Regions from separate parts of the Zea mays genome. Here regions 2, 3 and 4 are each linked to region 1. Evidence: chromatin contacts called from public Hi-C data. All regions are on one chromosome and are shown on one strand. Each heading gives the region's core, a stretch centred on a gene start, on an enhancer-like site or on the middle of the called end of the contact. The rest is flanking DNA. Distances are from core to core; before and after follow the strand shown. Region 1 holds the start of LOC100276845. Region 2 holds the start of LOC100276972. Region 3 holds the start of LOC103629177 (probable 2-oxoglutarate-dependent dioxygenase ANS). Region 4 holds the start of LOC100384382.

What was found. Hi-C and Micro-C count contacts between places; a contact is called where the count stands out from the background.
Region 2: a Hi-C map of ear shows a contact between it and region 1, with 4 times the contacts expected there. The contact joins the promoter of LOC100276972 here to the promoter of LOC100276845 in region 1. A contact is called at or near these places in 3 of 25 Hi-C or Micro-C datasets (ear, leaf and tassel).
Region 3: a Hi-C map of leaf shows a contact between it and region 1, with 6 times the contacts expected there. The contact joins the promoter of LOC103629177 here to the promoter of LOC100276845 in region 1. A contact is called at or near these places in 13 of 25 Hi-C or Micro-C datasets (bundle sheath, ear, endosperm and 4 more).
Region 4: a Hi-C map of leaf shows a contact between it and region 1, with 10 times the contacts expected there. The contact joins the promoter of LOC100384382 here to the promoter of LOC100276845 in region 1. A contact is called at or near these places in 18 of 25 Hi-C or Micro-C datasets (bundle sheath, ear, endosperm and 5 more) and 1 of 3 datasets of contacts at active chromatin or transcription factors (leaf).

What each region holds. Positions count from the first base shown.
Region 1 is chr6:34,469,681-34,473,478 of Zm-B73-REFERENCE-NAM-5.0, forward strand. LOC100276845 reads right to left here and starts at 2,156. Exons shown (of 5, transcript XM_020539818.3): 1 at 1,920-2,156. The coding sequence starts at 2,032.
Region 2 is chr6:34,712,610-34,716,407 of Zm-B73-REFERENCE-NAM-5.0, forward strand. It overlaps LOC100276972, which reads left to right and starts at 1,878. Exons shown (of 3, transcript NM_001150655.2): 1 at 1,878-2,255; 2 at 2,484-2,605; 3 at 3,105-3,629. The coding sequence starts at 1,979. The coding sequence ends at 3,269.
Region 3 is chr6:34,317,905-34,321,702 of Zm-B73-REFERENCE-NAM-5.0, forward strand. LOC103629177 (probable 2-oxoglutarate-dependent dioxygenase ANS) reads left to right here and starts at 1,987. Exons shown (of 3, transcript XM_020539849.3): 1 at 1,987-2,926; 2 at 3,028-3,361. The coding sequence starts at 2,451.
Region 4 is chr6:34,615,192-34,618,989 of Zm-B73-REFERENCE-NAM-5.0, forward strand. It overlaps LOC100384382, which reads left to right and starts at 2,174. Exons shown (of 5, transcript NM_001362355.1): 1 at 2,174-2,612; 2 at 3,388-3,719. The coding sequence starts at 3,518.

The DNA.
Region 1 (3,798 bases), core at 906-3,405:
ATCGAAAACCACAGCAAAGTTGTAGCAAAAGGCACAACAAAAATATACTCATATAGTAGTGTGAATGCATATATACAATGATATAACTTTCTCGGTTCTTCAATGAAGAAGAACTACAAAATTTCAATAGGCAAAGAAGTTCCAGATCAGATTTTACAGATAGCACGAAATGTCTGTGTATGATCTACTAATCAACCGTGGTGGAAGTCGGAATCAGAAAGTTGATAAAATCAAACTTTTACTCAAAAAGATCATATCACACTATCACAGTCAGAAAAGTGATAGCAAACACAGCTCTGAAGCCACAGTTAACCCAGACTACTCACTGTGTTGGAATAAATCCAAACTCCGAAAATAAAATATATTGCTACCACTCAGAAGTTTATCCTAAAACAGAATAGTTTTTTTTCCTACTACTTATTTCTGGGCACTATTTTCTACTTCATTTAGCATCCTGAGCGGTGATCTCCATTAAGCTTTAACGTCAACTGAAAAGAACTTCTACACCAATCAATCACTTTCTGCTAAGCATATACAGTTTTCTTAATGCGTTTTACATTAAGCTTGTAAAAAGATCACAAGTCTAATGTATTTCAAGGATTTCAGTTGAAAACTTACTTTCACACTGGACCATTCAAGCTCCAGCTTATTGTTGTAGTACTTCTCATCATCACACTATAGGCTTAGGCAAAAATATTGAAATACTTAAACTGACAGGTTCGGGCCACAAGAGTAACAAAGCTAACTAATAGTGTAAGGATAGAAAGCATATTTGTAGGTGAGATAAATCCAACCATAAATTGACCTAAATCGGGCATGATTCACTACCATTGACAAGCAGGCATCTCTTTCTTCCCAAACTATGAGAAAACAGAAAAATAAACTTCCAGCTTATACAAAACTTGACGACATTCAATTACATATAACTATATGAAGGGTTGTCTGGTACGAAGGAAGACAAAGAAATTGCACTTCTCCTTCGAGATTATTGTTAAGCGGTATAATAGGAATTAGGAAATGCTCACTGTGCTTGAAGAAGCATGTGGTATATAAAGTGGAGACTGCCGAAGGTAATTTACCCTGACAGTGAAGAATAGATGCCTGTTGCTACTCCTGCCAAGCTATAAATGATTTGGGACAACCCCGGAGTAGCATTTAGCACTCCAAGGAATCCATCATACAATGTGCCCCCATATTCATCATTTATGATGCCTGCGAGAACAAAGTGCCAGATTAACAGTTCAAAATATCTAGGGGGAGATGTGTCGTTTTTCAGATTATTTTTTTATTTAGCATTATTTTCCGTCCCCAGAAAAAACCGAGCTAGGAACAGTAGCTGAAAGCAACTCCCGATGTTGACTCGTCCTACCCCTAGCATATGGAATTCCCAAGACCCAAGTAGTACCTGCTCAACAACTCATTTGGACTCGTCTACCCTACGCCTCATGTGAAGTAAAAAAGAATCTCCACTAGCAGTAAAAAAGTAGTCGTGGGATTCGACCAAAAAAACAGACGTGCAACCTTGGCTGATAGACCAATAACAAAATCAATTATCAAATGCACAGGCTTATACTCCAATCGAAACACCAGCATCATGCATGCAGCATCCGAATCGAATGACTGATGAATCAGGTAATAACAGGGTGCCACCGGTCGGATCGTCGGAGGCGGGGGATTTGCAGCCTCCATCCAATCCAGGGGGGTCACAATGGCGTCGGAAACAGCAGGAGACGAGAAGTCGGAGCCCAGCGACCCGCCGTGCAAAAGCTAGCATCTAGGCAGCGGCGCGCGCACCGGACCTAGACCCACACGGAGTGGGGAACGCCGGATCCGCCGCGATTGCAGGGCGAGGATAGGAGCTCGAGCGAAGCTGAGAGTAATGGCCGAAATGGAAGGCAGGATGCCGCACCGCAACTGACCTTGGGCGGATCGGAGGCTTGAAGCCAGGTGCAGGCGCGGGTAACCGCCACCGCCTCCCGCTCCCCTTCCTCCGTCTCCTGCTCGGTGTCATGGTCCTCGCGGTCGGGAACATTTCTCGGCCTGCCGCGTTTTTGGTGCTGCGAGGAGCGGGGAGCCAGTGACGCGAGACGCGACGGCCTCACAGCCTCGGCACGCGACACCGGACAGGCGGGACACGCACGGGTAGGCGTCTACTAGGGTACTGCAACTAGGGGAAAGTGAAAAGTAACGGGAAGCGCATTGACTGTTTGTGCACGGACGGGGGCCCACAGGCCAACGACAGGCATGTGCTGTGCAGTGCAGGTGCAGCAGTAGCCAGTGCCCAGTAGGTGCAGGCGTGCAGCGCGCCCCAGTGAATGGTCCCCGGCTCCCCGCCTTGGCCTGGCCCGCCTTGGTCAGCAAGAAAAAATATATAGTCAGCCCTTTTTCTCATCTTCTAAAAGAAAAATAAAAGAAAAAAACGAATTCACCGTCATCCTCCTCCGTCCCAAAAGGCGTCGTCGACCATGAATTTTCCAGCGCACTCATGAATTTTCAGCCCATATCTGAACTTGGTTTAGAAAAATTCTAGGGCAAAAACCTCCTTGTGTGGTCTAAAAAAATGCATGACAAAATGTAGACACAAACTAATTAAATTAATATATTTATATATGTAGTATATTTGTATATTATCATAAATCATATGAGAGATAGTTATATACAACACTTATTCTATAGAGAAGCAAATAGAAAAGTGTGCTATAAGTTGTACATTAGAAAAATAGTATATAAATCTATAAAATCAATTTCTATATCTCACCTCATGAATTTAAGATGGGCTTATATATAATCTTTGGAAAGTTGTGAATATCACATTCTAAAAAATAGACTACTGATTAGTTAGATTCCTATTCCTCAAAATGAAGGGAAACAAACGGGGCCTTAGCAGTTCAGGGGTGGTTTGTTCGGTTATTATAACACTTTATATCATTTTCATCCTAAATTTGTAGTGTGGGAAACACAGGAGAATAAAGGAAAATAATTTATTAACGGCTACCAATCTTTGCTTTTGTGTGTGTGATGTTGTAAAGGAGTCGTACAAACACATATCCCTCTATTCCTAATCAATGATATACTTGAGCCAGGAATTACGAAATACATATCATGGATCCTTTTTTTTCTCTCTACCAACCATTTTTCTGATGTTATTGAGACGATTTAGTTCTGATGTTATTGAGACGATTTAGAGCGTGTTCGTTTTAGTGCAATCTATGTGGTTTAGACAGGATTGGGTGATTTAAATCCATAGCAAGTCAAAATTACTCTTAAATTTTTCCAATATCCTTCAGTCCATGTGGGATGAGAATAATTGAACTTACATATTTAGTTTCATCGAATTCTTTTCCAGCTATGTATCTATCTCACAAAGTTGAAGGCAAAATATTGGACACCAAGAACAGGTTGACCGCATCATTATTTTCTAGTGTTCATTGAACTAGCTGGTGGACTGCATCATTATTAAGTCCCTAGATTCTTTGAGCTCGTTGAGATCATCAACACAGCCGTATTGTGACTGCGCTTCTGTGAAGTTGAGGACCCAAAACGATCGATGCTCCATCTCGGATGGGAGTATGGCTTTTGACATATATATCACGAATTCACGAAGAACGGTGTTTGTCTAGTGGTAGAACTTGGTGATGTTTGGAGTACCCATAGAACAACTAGCAGCTCCTAGGTATTGGTGTAGTTGATCAAAAAATCTTAGCTTGAACCATTTTTGAAAGAGTCTATTGGCTCTGTCCACCTGACCATTGCTCTGAGGATGTGCTACTAGAGCAAAGTTCATAATGATTCCTTTGT
Region 2 (3,798 bases), core at 628-3,127, 240 kb after region 1:
TTTACACCAGCCTATGGTGCACCGGACTGTCTGGTGCCCAGGCGGGCACGCCCAGCGAACCGACCGCTCTCGGGAAAAACTCAGCGCCCGTGGCTAAAATTCATTGGAATGTCCGGTGAGCCTAGGGCCAACGGTCATCTTTGCCAACGGTCGACTGCTACGCGGTCAGAAAGGACAGAAGAGCAGAAGCGGTCAGAGAAAGTCAGTCGCACCGGACTGTCTGGTCCACCTCAGGGAAGACAAATCCAACAGTCGACTCCAACAGGCAACTGACATGGCAGGCACCGGACACTGAACAGTGTTGTGTCCGGTGCACACCGGACTGTCCGGTGCGCCCACCGATAGAAAGCTTGCTTTCTGTCCAACGACTATTTGGGGGGGGTTGGAGGCTATAAATACCACCCCAACCGGCCATTTCAAGGTGTGGGAGCCCAAGCAACATATCAAGGCATATAGTAGACATATTTAAGCCCTCCCAACCACCTCCATTCATTGATCTATCTCATACACAAGATTTAGCCCACATCAAAGCCTCACAAGTGCCACAAAAGAGAGATCAAGCGAAAGAGAGCTACTCGTGTGTGTTTAGCGATAGTGCCTTATGAAAGTCATTGAGAGAAAGTGTGTGCTACATCTTGTGATTATTTGAGCGTGGAGTTTTGACTCCCATTCATCTTCCACCAAACTTTTTGGAGACTTGTAACGCTAGCAAGAGACACCTAAGTGTGTGGTGGTCCTTGCGGGGTATTAGTGATCCTTGAGATTAAGAAGAAGCACTCGCCGGTCTTGGTGATCGGTGGAGAGAGGGAAAGGGTTAAAAAAGACTCGTCCTTAGTGGACTCCTCAACGGGAATTAGGTTCTTGGTGAACCGAACCTCGGTAAAACAAATCACCCGTGTCACTTGTGTTTATTGCTTGTGATTTGTTCGTTTTCTCCTTCTCTAAGTTCTGTTGCACTATCCTTTATTAATATTACTTTGTGTTGCTTTGAGTTAAATTCTCATTCAGAGAAGTAACGCCTTGCAAGAAAGAACTTGTGTTATTTATCTTCTCATCTAAGCCCTCTTGCATTATTCTCTATAAACATTCTTAGTAGTATTGCTTTTGTTAATTCCGCATTCTTTTAAAGCAATACTCTTTGCAAGCAAAGGACTTAGTTTTATACTCCGATAAATTGTGCATATTGTTCTAACCACTAATCAAGGGATCAAGTCTGGGTTTAGAGTTATAATTCACAGGTTTCGCCTATTCACCCCCTCTAGGCGACTTATAGTAGGAATCCGTCACTTTTTTTAAGTCTAAATACTACATCTTCATCTTCCTGCACATGTAATACTCACGATGCCCATATTCTTTCCACAGTCAAATTCTTAGAAAAGAGACTCGAAGGCTTTCACGTGTAACACTATAAAAAGTAATGCTGCCTGTGTCCCAAATTATAATTTATTTGATTTTTTGTGTCAAGTTTGATCGACTCGTCTTATTCATTTTTTAAAAAATAAAAAAATCGTACTTAAAGTATATTATATGCTAAACAATGTTACAGTAAAAATTAGCAATAAATATGATTTTTTAATAAAGCAAGCTGGTCAAAACTAGGGTAAAAAAGTCAAACGAATTATAATTGAAATGGAGGAAGTAATATTTATTTTAAGTAGTGTGTATAAAAAAGTATTAATATTCATAATACCAAACGAATATCATATATTAACTCTATATTATGTATATTCTTTTAGTAAATCCAATTAAATTATATACTCGTTGAGTACATGAAGTCTGAAGAGTGAGTGGTGGAGTATATTCTCTGCGAGTGGGGACTAGAAGGAGTACGCCTTTGGTACACCGTTTGCGTAGAACCAAAAATACACAATTTGAACGCAGCAGCACACTCGCCCGGTCGCCCCTGAGCAGCGTCGCACACCATTCCCTGCTAAAAACCCTAGCCCATCAGGGCAGCGACCTTCTAGAACCGTCTCCAATGGCGCTACTCCGAGCGCTCCGGCGAGCCCTTCCGGCGCTCTCCTCGCCGGCGGCGGTTCTCCCCCGTCGCGCCCCGCACCCACTACCTCCTCCGCCCGCTCCTCGTCGGTTCCTGGACCCGATCGGGCTCCGCTCCTTCTCCGCCGCCGCCGCCACCGCGTCGCAGGCGCCGCCCATGGGGGCCACCCTGTTCGGCGGGCTCATGGACACCCGGTTCCCGAAGCGCCGGCCGGGCTTCGCCAACCGCCGGAAGAGGGCTAGCTTGCGCCCCAAAGGTGTGGAGGAATTCTCCGGCCTTTCGTTTCTAGCTGTCCTGACGCTTCGATCTGGCTAGTTTTGCATCTGTTCTATATCATTCCTCTTATTTTCGCTGCTCGATTGGAGCGTGGCTGTGTTCTTGTAGTTTATTTACAGAGTTTCTGCTGGGGTCCCTGATAGGTTCAACGCCGTTCGTCCGCTTGTTCAGTTCTGTCACTAATGTCCATGCTGCTGCTCGTCCGCAGGTCCGTACTACTGGGTGAAGTGCAAGCCTGACGAGCCCATACCAGTTAGTCAGCCGAACCAAGGGAGCGTACGAGGGAGGAAGGAGAAGAAGCGGATCAAGCAGCGCAAGGACTTTATCATGGTGAATGCCCTTTGCATTCTCTATAGCCGTTACTGTCGATTTACTGTTGATTTACTGCTACGGTATTCTGTTTTATGCTATGTAAGCCTAGCTTGATTTTCCTTTATGCTGGAAGGGGAATTTTTTTCACCAATAAAATCTTGAGAGTTGATAGGTAGATGTCGCCTAGCAGTCCCAAGTGTCACCATGAAACGGATCTGCACAATAACTTTTTATGCCACCCAGTCAATTCCAGCGGTGCTCAGCAGAGTTTAAAATCAACCTTCTTTTGATTCACTATTTTACAATCTCTTCATTTTCCTGGACCCAAGCAAGTGAATGGCATAACCCAAGCCTGGCATAGAGATACATGAGTAAACTGAAATATCGACCAAAGCAACTCAGTCGATATGGCTGAGTAGTGTTACCTGGATCTGAGCTCTACGTTTCTAGTTAGAGCTGATGTATCGCCCTTATAGTTTCTAATGAAACACTTAAAATGCATGTGTTACTTGTACAGGCTGAGAAGAAGAAGCGCAGAGCTCAGTATTCTGCTGCTGTTAAGAGAAAGGAGGCAGAACGAACAGAAAGGAAGATGGCTGCTGTGGCAAGAGAGCGGGCATGGGCAGCAAGGTTGATAGAGCTAAAACAGATTGAGGAAGACGTTAAAGCTGTAATGGCATAAGGGCCTGCTCTGGAAAATGGCAAGGCGTCTAACCTGTTTCTGCTGCTCTATTTTCTCCTCCTTTGTTCCTACATAGTTTAAATTGTCACAATTCTTTGTGATGGAATGGAAGACCAGTACCACTTCTTTCAACAGTAATATCAAATGCCGGAACTGTTTTTTTAATACAGACTCTCATTAGACCATGTTTGGAGTTTGTTTACTTTTGATGTAATTTAGAATAAGTGATGCGATGGTATCTGTGTGCTTGACATCTGAGATGGCTGTTGTCTGCAATATATAGTTTTGGTACACTTGTTCTATGATACATAATTTGTACTGTCAGTATTCAAGCAACTAATGCTTGCTAGTCTTTTGATCTACGTCCCAACTACCTCTTGGTCATCTTTTCCAGCAGTTTTGAAATTTTGATGTATTGAATACAATTTTACATTGGATTGAAAAATATCTTAACGATAGTTGTGATTCTGAAAAAAAAGACATTCATGAACCTGATGCAGATTTATATTCCGTAGTCCACTGTCTCCAC
Region 3 (3,798 bases), core at 737-3,236, 150 kb before region 1:
TTTTTAGTTTTTACGGATATCTACGGGTAACCCGCGGGCGACAAAAAATATACGTACCCGACCCGGTTTTATCACGGGTCGGGTACGGGCCAGATCCACGGGTACAAATTTATACCGGACCGGACGAATCGGATATCTGATGGATATCGAACCCACGGGTAAAATTGACATCCCTAGTTTGGTTGGTCAGCCTTTTGTGAAGCACATCAAGGCAGCATCTACTCAACCATGTTGCTACTAGAGCACATGCATCACGACAACACCTCGTCAACCATAGTGGAAAATAGGCTCATTAAAAGAAGCTGAGGTGACATAATAGGCCCATTAAAAAATGAGGTGACATAATTTGAAATATTTAAAATATTTGTTAAACTAAAAATAGATAATTATTGAAAAACACAAAATAGGTATCATCATAGCGTATAGGATCAAGACAAAATAGGCCCATTAAAAGAATCTGAGGTGACATAATTTGAAATATTTGTTAACTAAAAATAGAGAACTATTGGAAAACACAAAAAAATTAAGTCTCTCTTATCATTTAGCAATTCTCCATATTTGTTTTTAGGGAATATTTTACAAAAAATAGTGGAGATGCTCTAAAGTGTCCGTAGCCGTATAAGATACCCACCTCGTGGAAAATAGCGCACCTGCAAATGAGTCTGACTGGATGCGCGCGGTAGCAGAATCGTTTATGGGCAATTCCTTATATGTCACCGGAAAATATACCTATTCTTCGTGTGTCATTAGTCCCACATATTATACAAACACAAAAAGTTATCTATATGATACTTGGCATACGAGGAATAAGTATAAAATCTGATGACATAAACATAATTTTTCCAAACTTTTTATGGGCCGCATGCATGGGCTTGATTCGGAGATGCTCACAGGTCAACAGGCCGAGGACAAACTTTTAAAAATTGGGGTGCTATTGCTCGTGCTACAGACACTAGTACTAGACTGTCTAGCTAGGGGCAGAAAGGTAAATTAAATGAGAGACGACTTCGGGTGCACGTGCACGATGTGTACCTAGGAGGAGCAGCACTTGCACTTCCACCGTTTTTTTCGTCCGGTTGAGATGCTCCGAAAGTCCGAATCCTCTCTTGATTTGAAAGGTTTTACACCGCTCTGCTTTTAGCTATATTTTTTTTTAAAGATGACCTCCGTCTCGCCAACCACTGCCATGCCCTATCCGCGAAACTGTATTTACCTCTCCCATCCTGATGACCCCCGCCGACTCGCCAGTTGTCGCCGATGCGTCCCACCCTCGGCACCGCCTTCACCTCCCTCATAGACCATATTTGGTACAACTGCTGCTTATTGAAAAAACAGCTTATTTGATAAGTTGGTGAAAAGCAGCTTATACTTGTTGGCTGCTTTTAATTCATTCTGAGAACAGCTAAACTGATAAGCTGCTGGAGAAGCTGTCTGTTTGGCAGAATTTTGACTTAAATTTGTGAAGAAGCTGAAAATAAGCTGTGTCAAACAGGATCATAGACTCGCGAGTTGTCGCTGATATATTTGTTCGGTTTCATGTATTAATTTGTTGTGCCTTATTTAATATTTATATATATATGCCGTCTAAAACGCACTAGTGAAGATATATACTGAACGGAGCAAGTACATTTGCACGCTACGGTGGGCCACATGCCTGCTAGAGTACATGGTTTGTATTATGCATACGCTCCAGGCTACACGTCACTGTGTGGACCCCGCTGCTCCGTGCGGTGCCGTCACATGCGCAACAGAAATTCAGTCACGTTTTGCTATTTGCGTGCGTTGCTTTCGCCCGCCGCATCAGCAGCATTCAGCAACGTACAGCAGATCGATCTCTTATTGGTCTAAAAGATAAACCAAGTATACTCTGTCCGATTAGCTAGCTAGCTAGCTAGCGGCTGCCTAATCGAGCTAGACACGAAGCGCTATCGGCTTGACTAAAGCTATACTGCCGGCCAAAATATATATAGCACGCATGACATGATCGACACACACACACACACAGCACAGCAAAAGAACCTGTGTGCTAGCTGTGGCTGTGATCCTGTCCTCCTCTCTAGCTAGTAGCTATCTCCATGCATCTTCTTTAATTTTGTTCTCATCTCCGATTCTCAGATATCCTCTTCTCTGGTCTCTTTATATATATCTATCTATCTCTGCTCCAGCTCCAGATGATGAGATGAGATGCTGGCATCATATCTATCTTTTGTTGATCTGATCCCTTAGCTTGCTGTTGATATACATGCATGCATAATATTATTATTAGTAGTAATTCCGTCGTCAGGCCAGCGTTCGTTGTTCACGCTTGGTTCGCCGTCGTTGACAAATATCGGCGAATTGAAGCTTTAGGCTGTGCTCAGCAGAATTAGCAAGTGCAACGCGCAGTGTCCAAGAGCATCCCAACAAGGAAGATATATCGAAGGCTGCAGTGATCGATCGATCGATCGAGGATGGAAGGCGCGGCGGCTGGGTGGCCGGAGCCGGTGGTGAGGGTGCAGTCGCTGTCGGAGAGCGGCGCGGCGACGATCCCGGCGCGGTACGTGAAGCCGGAGGCTGAGCGGCCGGCGTCGGCGGCGGGCGAGGAGGAGGGCGGCGGCGGGATCCCCGTGGTGGACCTGTCGTCGCCGGCGACGGCGCGCGCGGTGTCGGAGGCGTGCCGCGACTGGGGCTTCTTCCAGGCCGTGAACCACGGCGTGCCCGGTGAGCTGCTGCGGCGCGCGCGCGGCGCGTGGCGCGGCTTCTTCCGGCAGCCCATGGAGGTGAAGCAGCGGTACGCCAACTCGCCGGCCACGTACGAGGGGTACGGCAGCCGGCTGGGCGTGGAGGCTGGCGCCCTCCTCGACTGGGGCGACTACTACTTCCTCCACGTCCGCCCGCCCCACCTCTGCGACCCGCGCAAGTGGCCCCACCTGCCCCCCGGCCTCAGGTACATTAACTACTACTTGTTTATTTATTTTTTATTATTATACTCCATCTGAGGAGGATCGGATCATCGGAGGAGTTGATGTACTTACGAGCTTACGGCAGGAAGACGACGGAGGAGTACAGCCGCGAGGTGGCGGCGCTGTGCGGGCGGCTGCTGGCGGCCATGTCGGCGGGGCTGGGCGTCGGGGAGGCGCGGCTGCGGGAGGCGTTCGGCGGCGCGGAGGGCGCCGGGGTGTGCGTGCGCGTGAACTACTACCCGCGGTGCCCGCAGCCGGAGCTCGCGCTGGGGCTGTCGTCCCACTCCGACCCGGGCGGCATGACCGTGCTCCTCGCCGACGACCGCGTCCGCGGCCTCCAGGTGCGCCGCCGCGGCGCCTGGGTCACCGTCGACCCCGTGCCCGACGCCTTCATCGTCAACGTCGGCGACCAGATCCAGGTATGCGTATTACAAACAGACACAGTCGTTGACGCGTGTTTGGTTCAGGGCTTATTAAGTCACATGCATCCCTCCCTCGTGGTTGCCCGTGACTAACCGTCGTTGCCAAGTGATGGGTTAGCTAGCTAGTTGTGTAAACGTGGCAGCCTCACAAAAGCCATCGTTCATTTCACCACGTACGACACGCACACCGGCCGTCCCTCAGTTGTTAACTGATAATTACGTATGTGGCCGCCAATAATAATCCACCTGGCCCGTAATGATGGTAGTTAGCTTGGACGCACGCATGCCCGTCGTGTCGAGCGATGAGTTAGCTGGGGATAATGATCTGCAGGAAGACTTGCGCGTACGCGGGGTGGATGGATGGATGGCTAAAGTATGCAGAGAGCAGTAGTGCGCTACTAGTTAGATGCTAATATTAGCTATATACAGCAGTT
Region 4 (3,798 bases), core at 924-3,423, 150 kb after region 1:
CTGGATCCTGCAAGGCTTCTTATATTCTGAAAGGCTCAATAGAAGAAATAAAGGAGTAGTGCTCACAGAAATTAGCAATACGTGAGTGCGTAGTAACTCCCTAGCTAATGTCACCAAGGATTTGATCCACTGGATGATCCTCTTGAATATTGGTGCAGACTTGAGTTGGAGGTGCATGTGATACTTCTCCCTCCTCCTTTTCTTCTTGTTCTCGTGCTCCCCTTGATCCATGCCTTCGGTTACCCGAGACACCTTCAGGCGCCCATCGTCTTGAGGTAAGCCCTCAAGCACCCGAGACACGCTCAGGTGGCCGTTGTCTTCTGGAGACACCCACAGGCGGTGAAAGGGAAATGTGCCATTGGGACATTTCTAGTTTGTTTTGGTGATTAAATGCTCAACACATTGTCTTAGACTAACATCGTGATGTATGAGTATAAGCACGAGTATTTGAATGGTAAATTGAAAAATAGGAAAAATGCATTTGGTATGTTCACCGCGGTTTATGGTACACTCCATGTTTGCACGTATGACTTTACAGCCATACGACCGCTACACATTCTATATAGGTCTTGAGTGCACTGAGTTTAGTTTGCCTTGTGATGTCGACCATCACATATTTAATATGTTCTACCTAAGATGTATCAACTAAGATTATCTCTAGCAGCTTACCCATCATCTATCCCATCTTATATCCTATTTCAAACTCTACTATGTGAACAATGCAAAACAATATTTTAGATGACCATATAGATAACCTGCTCGACATGATCGAAGCTTTTGCTAAGAAGCAGTCCGTAGCCCCTTGATGATGAGGGGACACAGACAACGAAAAGAGCATCTAGTGTAATGGTTAATGCTTTCGAGTAGCACCTCCAAGGCCTTGGGTTCGACCCCTCTCGGGACGATTTTTGGGCTTGGTTAAAAACTCTCCTCGCTGTGTCCCACCCGCTCTCGAGTTACGTCATGCGCGTCATCCTCCGACTGAGCAGTTGTAGAGTGGGTGGTGACAGCCCACTAGTGACGGGGGATTTTCTCGGCCGAGGTTATGTTTATGTCTCTTCTTAATATAATTCCGCGAGGGCGGTCTTTCCCCCTTCGCCCGAATTTTTAGGCGGTGATACAAAAATTCTGCATAACCACTATATCTAAAACAACTCTACAAGTGTTGACATGGTATGGTTAATTAAAATAATGTCAACACATAAACAAAAAACTAAAGAAAAACCCACAACTTTTTTTTATTAAAAATGAACATTAGAGCGTTTTGAAGAGGGCCCTAAACAATGTTGTATTTTAAAATATAAGCCCCGGAAACATAAAACGACACCAATATTGATCCTATTTTATTAAAATTCATCAAACTATTATATGTTTCGGTCTCTGGAGTCTTAAATATAGTACCTTATATATTGAAGTCATATCCTTATTTTTTCTTAATCTACAATTATTTATTTTCTAATAACAAGATTTATTTTCTAAATATCTGCTGGAGTAATTTTTTTGATGTCTAAAATATTTTAACTACAGTCTTATTTCGATTTCTAGAGCTATATTTTAGAACTCATGGAGATGGTCTTAGACCAACTTCAGCATGTCGTACGTATGTTTAACAATATTTTTAGGAACAATTGGATCTATACCATTAAAAGATCCAAACTTTAGATATATACCATGGACCCACATGTCATTGACTCATGTGGATCCACATGTAAGTGAGATAGTAATGGTATGGATCCAAAGTGGTGATCTTTTAATGGTATGTATCCAAATTTCCCATATTTTTACTATAGATGTATTGTTTGGAGATAAGATTTTGAAATATGGAGTAAGATAAGGAGTATAATAAAAAAAATCTGGTGTAGATATTATTAGTCCACCACAGCTGTCAGCCGGGTTCCCTGAGCGCGCAGCGCAGCCTGTGGACCATACACTTTCACCCGCCCCGACCCGTCAGTAATCGTGCCATGATTGCTTTTCGACCTGTTCCCAGGGCCGATCCAAGCCGTCCGTCTCCTCACCAAGCGGCCCGGATCCCTCCTCTCCGGCCACCCCAAAACACGCCCGACGCCAGCGCCACCGAAATCCCCCAACCCATGCAGCGCAAGCATTACCATAACCTCCTCGCATATCGGCCCGCGCTGCTGCCGGAAGCAGATCGGAGCAGCCTCTTCGGCTCTTGGCGACGGATGTTGCTCGCTTCGTTTACCACGACCAGATCTGCGATGGCTTCTGCTCGCCTCGCTCGCTACCCACCAGATCCCGGCGCCTCCCCCCTCGTCGCTCAATTCTGCTCCGCCGCGCTGCGATCGATCCGCTCCCAGACGACGATCGCCCGGCGCGGATCAGCAGCCGCCGGGGCTGCTCCGGCGTCGCGAATGGCCGCGCTCGCCGGGCCGACAAGCAGCGCAGATCGTGGGGCTCGCCGGCGGCACCGGCTTCGGCCTCGTCTTCCGTGGGGACGGCAGGCGCGAGGCGGTGCCCTGCCCGCCGCGGACTGCCTCTGGGAGTTCGCTTCCGTTACGGCACCTGCCATCCTGGCCGTCGGTCGGGGGCTGGCGTTCTCGTGAATCCCGTGGTGGGCCGGGGGCAGAAGCGGTAACTCGCCGGGCCAGGTAGGAAGTTTTGCCTTGCTTGCTGCGTTGCCAATCTCGCTTATCCTTTCCGTGTTCCGTCCTTTCCGTGTTCCGCCTTTTTTTGGTCACCGAATAAATAAATGAAACAAATAAATAAAAGAAAACAGCCTGTTATTAAATGGGCGAAATCCCGGAATTTATTTCTTTTCCCCCTCCCGGTTCTCTCTCTCTCTACGCCCTACGGGGGGCCGCGGACGTGAGGGGCGCGCATCAAATCGGGCTCAGGCCCGGCCGGGCGCATCCGCTTTATCGGCTCACGTTGGCGCGGCCTCCGTTTCCTCTCCCATTTCCTTGTCCTCTCTCCCTCTCCCTCTTCCTCCCTCACGGCCTCACCTCTCCAGCCTCCCGCTCACCTCTTCCACCTCTCTACGCTCCCCAGAGGGCCCCAGACGCACCGCCGACGACCCCCGGCGCGGGCGCAGATCAGCGTGCGCCGTGACCTGCCCGCCCTGCCTCCGCTGCTTTCGACCCTGGGAGCGCCTGCCCGCGCCGCCGGGGCGCTTCGTATCGCCGCTTCTCTTTTTGTTCCGCGGCTCTTCCTCGCCGGCAGGCGGCCGGCTGCTGCCCCGCCCACGCCGCGTCTACGTGTCCTCAAGGGGCTGGGCGCTCTTGCCTGTCAAACCTGGTGCCGCCTCCGGTTGGAAACCGTGAGTCCTGAGCTCATGAATCCGTCTCGCCGCGGCCGGCAATCTGGGCTTCCTTAACCTGACGGGCGCGTGGTTCCCTCTGACTCCGTGCGTGCGCCTCTGTGTAGGTTTCTTACGGGTTAGGAGCAGGAGGTCAGAGACTCCCCAGAGTTGGCTTCGCCGCGCGCATGCGATTTGCGGCGGCGGCCGAAGCCTCGTACAGCCGCCGCTGGGACGACGACGACAACGGCGACGTGGATGCCTCCGCCGCCGCCGGATCGAAGGGACTATCTATACCGGGAGGGCCGCAGGCACGACGGCGGCGTCGGCGACTCGCTCCTGCCGCCTGCCCCCACGCCGCCGCGCTGGCGGGACTCGCCGTACCACCCGCCGCCGCCACCGCCCCTTCGGGACCCCGCGCGGCCCTCGCCGCGCCGTGCGCCGCCGTTGGCCTCCTCAGGTGGGCATGCCCCCCGCGAATGCTCAGATCTGAGGCCGCCGCCGCCTCGCCGACCCCCTCTGGTGCCCCTAATTTCCTC